2 separate regions of the Sus scrofa genome follow, and region 2 is linked to region 1. A link is a contact called in public Hi-C data. All regions are on one chromosome and are shown on one strand. The core of a region is the stretch at or near the end of the contact, and the rest is flanking DNA. Distances in the headings are between cores, read along the strand shown. Region 1 overlaps LOC110259826 (a long non-coding RNA gene). Region 2 holds the start of PDGFA (platelet-derived growth factor subunit A).

Region 1 (2,806 bases), core at 89-2,588:
CCCGCCTTTGACTGAGCCCCATCCCCCGATGTCCTCAGGATGGAGCTGGCCTCACCCCTCTGCGGTCGGCAGCTTGGGCTCCTGGTCGCTGGGGGCCCCGTCTGTCGAGCTCAGGCTCTTTGCGCGGCTCAGGCTCTTTGCGCGGCTCCGGCTGGGATCTGAGGACCCCCACCTCCCAGGGTGGCCCATGAGCTCCCAAGTGGCTTCAAAGAAGAATTTCTCACTCAGAGTTGGGGGGTTGACCAGGGGAGGCGGTCTTCTTAGACGGCTTTTGACATTGCAGGCTGGGGACTGGGGTGTCCGGGCGCAGCTTGGAGGTCTCTGCTCAAAGGGCAGGTGCGAGGTCCCAGGCGGCCCTGGCAGGGGCTGCACCCCTCAGCGGCCCCGCCCGCCCCTCCCCCGTCCCCTTTCCCCCCGTCTCCAGGGGACGTGGTGGCATCTGGAGGGAGAGGCCTGGGTCCCAGAGGCACAAGGGCCCTGGTTGCGGCTGCCGTGGGCGAGGGGGCTGACCTGTGTCCCCAAGTCCTGAAAACCCTTCCCTTTCCATTCGGAGCCCCTGCCGCAGAGCAAGGAGGGCGGTGTCTTTAGAAAGAGCTGCGATGTGCGACTTTAGTTTATCCATTGACCGCCGAACACAAGGCCCTGTGTGTCCACGTGGGTCCTTCTGGTAGCCTGTCTTGAGGGGCCTCCAGAGCTGTCCACAAGGCAGGCAGGGCACCACAAGGCCCCCCAACGAGGGCGAGGGGCTCTAGGTGCCGCGGGGGCGGTGCGGCAGCCGAGGCTCGTAGACCCACAGGAATCGGCATAGCCACGCAGCACTGGTGGCCCCTCTCGATGGCCCGGGTGCCACTGTCTGGGGGCGGCTGTGGCCAGACCGCCACCCGTGGTGCCGGGAGGAGAGGCTGCCCTCAGTTTGGGTCTGTGCTCACCGCCTCCCGAAATTCACCACCGGAGATCGGATTCAGAGCTAAGGAAACATTTATTTTAAATGTAAGTTGATCGTGGTGGAAGCCCTGCATGGGCCTGCTGGCCTTGGCCTGTGGACATTGGGGCCGATGATATAAATAGGGCACAGTTGCTGCTGCTCTTAATCCAGAGGGGCCCTGTCGGTGGCCGTGTGCGGGGAGCCTGATGGGGCCAGGCCTGTGGTTGGGGTGGCCCACCGCAGGGGTCGGGCCCTGCTGGCCCCTCAGCTGCCCTCTCCCGCCCTCATTTCCCCGTGGGAGGAAACCTCCTGTGGCCCCTCCTGCAGGTGGAGGACCGTGGACGCCCCTTGTGCCCGCATGGGCGGCCCCGGCCTGTCCCTTCGCCCTATCCTTGACCCCAGTCTGTGCTCTGCCCACGTGAACCTGACCTGCTGAAAATCGTCCCTCTGCTGCCGCCTTGTGCGGCTCCAATGGGAGCCCCCCTCACCTTCCTGGGAGTGGGGGGGCCTCAGCACGGCCCCCCTCACTCAGCTCTCCCTCCCCTGCTCCCCCCACCCCCCCGGGGGCCTGACATCCTGCTGCAGGATTCTGAGCTGTTCCATGCCCTCCACCCCACCCCCCGCTCCCCAGTCATCGGAAACAAAGGCGGAGAATGCCGAGGGCCCCTGGGACGTGTGACAGCATCTGGCTGGGCTCCAGGAGTCACCCACAGGCATGCCGGGGAGCTGGCGGGCGGCCAGGAGTGTCCCGCCAGCAGCCCTGTGGGTGTGGGGGCGGGAAGTCCGGGGAACAGGCCACTTCCCGGGACCCACCCCCTGCACCAGGAAGCCAGCCGGGTCCGTCCACCTGTCCATCCACCCTGCTGGCCCGGGGGCAAGAGGCCGGGCCAGCAACGCCAGAAGGAGTCTTGGCCCTTCCCCTTAGGGACGGGGAAATGGAGGATCGGAGAGGAGTGATGTCACGTGGGCCCCCCGAGTCCCAGGGCCCAGCCCAGCCTAGCGGGGAAGCGACCGAGGGCTCAGGGAGTGAAAAGTGCTTTTGGGAGAACTTGCCCAGCATCGCTCCGAGTTAACGGGTAGGATTCCTGCTTTAGCCACGTGGAGACAGAGCCAGAGGCCTTCAATCACGGGCAGCGTGGACCAGGGTCAGAATGGGCTCTGGGCAGCAGGGGCGGGTCCAGGGGCTCAAGGCGGGGCTAACGGCAGCCAGGGGAGCCCCACCTCTGAATTCGCACTTTTTGGGGGGGTGCTGAGGCCCCAGAGCTAAGTCTCTGACAGCCTCCAGTGAGGGGCCCTGGGTGGGGTGACGTCCATGTGCTCCTCCCGCGGCCCCAGCTGGCAGGGTGCCTCGAGGCCCCGGGCTCCCCTCCAGCGCAGCTCCGAGGCAAGGCCCAGGGTGGCGGCTTCTCCTGGGCCCCCCCGCCTGGGAGTTGTGGGGAGAAGCCGGCCGTGGCTTGGGGTGAAAGGAAGGTGTGGAAGCTCCTAGCTCGACCTGCCGGGGGCAGGGACTCCTCGGGCATCACTGGGCATCCATGTGGCCCAGGGTTAGTGCAGACCTGGGGGTCTGCTGGTGCAGTGAAGCCAGGCTCCCCCCACCTGCCTCAGAACCCCACTCGGGGCTGCTGGGGACCCCAGACCTGTCACCAGGGGCTCAGAAATTGGGGCCGAGGGGAAGTCGGGACCCCTGTCCGAGGGTGGACGAGGGTGGCCGCTCCAGGGCTGGGGTTTGGGTGGCGATGTGGGGAGGGGGCCAGTGTCCCCCCACTCTCTTCCTCACACAAGAGCTGGGGGACGGCTCATCTCTGGGGCCGGAGGTGCGGGACAAGCACCACTCTGCTCCTGGGAACGGTCACACCGGTCAGGTCAGCCCTCGCAGAAACA
Region 2 (2,806 bases), core at 115-2,614, 41 kb before region 1:
TCCGCCCCGCACTTGAACTGGGAGCCCTTGAAGTGCCAGGCGGAGAAGAGACCCAGAGGGAATCACTCGGGAAGGTTTGCTCTGGGTGGCAGCCCCCCAGGACTCAGCGAGCCTCTACAGAGAGGAGGGAAGGCCCCGCCCCCACCCTGCAATAAAGGTGACCTTTCCTCCCTCATCCCCACACCCGCTGTCAAAGCGAGTCCTTTAACCCCAAAGCAATGTCCCCGCATCCCCTCTGCCCGAAAGGAATCTGAGGCTCAAGCCTCTGAGTTAAGCCACAGAGGGCTCCGCTGGGGGTCCAGTCTGAGTCCTGGCAGTGCCCTTCCAGAAACCATCCAGGGGTCTGTAAGGTCCACCTGGATGGACGACCACTGTCCCTCACGTGCTTTTAGACGTTTCCAAGTGTTCCCCAGGTGTGCCTGGGTCCTCCCTGATCCAGCCTCCCCGAGAGCGCGTTTGAGAGAGAGGGGTCGCAGGTGGGGCTACAGTGGGGAGGCAGGTGCGTTTGGGGGGTCTGCAGGTGTGGAGGCATGTGGAAAGGCTCGCCCTTCCCCCCACGTATTTAGGGGCAGGCTAGCGCCCCCCCCCCACCCCAAGCGCCCACCGGACTCAGCCTTTGAAAAGCCGGTGCCCGCCAAACCAGGATGAAAGACCGCCCGCAGGGTTGCGTCTTTACTGCCTTCGGCGGGAGGGCGGCCGCGGCGGGCAGGGCCTAATCCGCAGGATCGGGGCAGGGGGTGGAGGGCCAGGGCGGGAGGGACTTCTTTTTCGGCCGCCCACCCACTCATTCGGAAGTCTCCTCGCCTCCAAAGGGTCTCGCCCTCTAGCTTCGGGATCGCATAGCCCATCACCCGTCTAGCCCTGGTACCGGGGCTCGTCCGCCCCCTCGAGAGGCCGCCGCCGGGGTGCGATCCCACCTGGCCTAGACAGGCGGAATCCACAGCCCGGCGCACCGCCCTTATGGTGGCGGGGGAGCCGTCCAGCCCTGTTCAGGCTTCGGCCTCCCGCGCATCGCGCCCCCGCATCGCGCTCTGTGCGGCGCCGCGGCCGGAGGTGGCGCTCTGTGCGCCCAGCGGATCCTGGCGCGGAGGCTCAGACTCCGGGGTTCCTCACGAGCGGCTCTTTTCTCTTCGTTCCCTTCCTCCCCTCGGGTTCCCGGCTCAGGCCGCGGCCCGGCCTTGCACGAGGGAGTGGGGACTTGGGGTCCCAGGGTGGGGACGAGGCCCGCTGCAGCCCCCTGCTCCGACCCGGGCGCGCTCCCATCTCGGAATGTGGGTGGAGGTTCCCCATTCAGATGCCCCAGGCATCGGATTCTGGGCGGGGGCGCGTGGCAGCCGCCAGGTGAGTGCCCCAGACGCGCGGCTAAACCCGCCCCACCTCTCACCAAAGATTCCCTCCCCCTCCTTTTATGGAGAAGGGGAGGCAGGGGCCCAGGATCCGAACCGTGGAGAGAGGCCGGAGCGCCAGGGCGGGGGGCGGGGGCCGGCTCGCTTTTGCCCTTTTTGGCGTAGCAGCTCTGGGCGCTGCCCTCTGCCGCCGCTGGGGCCCGAGAGAGGCGAGCCGGCGACGGCGGCGCTTCTGCGGCGGCCTCCTCCCCTCCCCGTCCGGTGCTGCAGGACTGCAGCTGGCACTGGAGGGTGGGCAAGCTCGAGGGAGGGGCGCGCGGGCAGTCCCGGCCGGCAAGCGAAGCCCCCGCGGCTGTGCTCGGAGCGGGGCGCGGGGCCTTGATGGATTTTACTGCCTGCGTGAGCGCGTGTGTGTGCTCACTGCGGCGGCGGCGGCGGCGGCCGGGCCCTGCCCGGCCCGTGCGGCCCCCGCGCGCTTCCGAGGTGCGGGTCCGGGGCCCGGAATACGGGGGAGGCGAGGGGGAGGGGGCGGGGGAGGGGCGCGGCGGCGGCGGCGCTATAACCCCCTCCCCGCCGCCGGCCGGCTCCACACGCGCGCCCTGCGGAGCCCGCACAACTCCGGCAAGCCGGGCCTGCCCGCGCCTCCTTCCTCCTCTTCCTCTCCTGCCAGCAGCGGCGGCGCCGGCCCGGCCCTGCGGCCGCCCTCAGGCCCGCGCGGCAAGGCCCCGGGCCGGCGGCGGCTGCCAGGCGGCGCGGCCGCGGGCGCTGCCCGGCTCGGGCCGGCGGAGGGCGGAGCGCGGCGCCGGAGCCGAGGGCGCGCCGCGGAGGGGCGCACGCAGGCCGCCGGGCCGCGCCGTGCTGGGCCGCGCCGTGCCCGGTCGGGCGGCGGCGGCGGCGGGAGGAGGCCGGAGGCGAGCGCGGGGCCGGCGGTGGGCGCGCAGGGCCGCCCGCAGCCCGCAGGGAGAGCGCGAGCCCGCTCCGGGCCTGGCCGGGCGTCCAGACAGGTGATGGGTGGTGCAGCGGCAGCAGCTCCAGCCTGGCTCCGGGGTCCCTTTCGGGGCTGATGCCCGCAAATATGCAGAATTACCGGCCTGGTCGCTCCTAGAGCCAGCGCCGGGGAGCGAGCGCGGCGGCGGCCAGCACCGGGAACGCACCAAGGAAGAGGCCCAACCCCCGCCCTCCGCCCCTTCCGTCCCCACCCCCTACCCGGCAGCCCAGGAGGCTCCCGGCGCGGCGGGCGCGGCAAGCGCGCACTCCCTGCTCCTCCTCCTCCTCCTCCTCGCTGGCGCTGCCTGCCTCTCCGCACTCGCTGCTCGCGCCGGGCGCGCTCGTTGGCTCCCTGCTCTCCGCGCCACCCTCCTCCGGGCCGCGCTCCCTGAGGGATGGTACTGAATTTCGCCGCCACAGGAGCCCGGCTGGAGCGCCCGCCCCGCGGCCTCGACTCCCCGCCGAGCCGCCAG

Evidence for each region. Hi-C and Micro-C count contacts between places; a contact is called where the count stands out from the background.
Region 2: a contact with region 1 is called in a Hi-C map of skeletal muscle, with 2.0 times the contacts expected there. The contact joins the promoter of PDGFA here to the enhancer-like site in region 1. A contact is called at or near these places in 5 of 47 Hi-C or Micro-C datasets (embryonic fibroblasts, epiblast stem cells, retroperitoneal adipose tissue and 1 more) and 1 of 2 datasets of contacts at active chromatin or transcription factors (skeletal muscle).

The regions. Positions count from the first base shown.
Region 1 is chr3:280,208-283,013 of Sscrofa11.1, reverse strand. The region is part of intron 1 of LOC110259826 (a long non-coding RNA gene); the gene reads left to right. Among named protein-coding and RNA genes, the nearest start is that of PDGFA, 41 kb to the left of the region's middle. Within about 2 kb of position 1,338, at least 28 of the 83 cell types and tissues checked have an H3K27ac peak or open chromatin away from gene starts, as enhancers often do. A contact at or near this core is called in retroperitoneal adipose tissue and skeletal muscle, where this site is marked.
Region 2 is chr3:321,525-324,330 of Sscrofa11.1, reverse strand. PDGFA (platelet-derived growth factor subunit A) reads left to right here and starts at 1,364. Exons shown (of 6, transcript XM_021085925.1): 1 at 1,364-1,829; 2 at 2,754-2,806. The coding sequence starts at 1,728.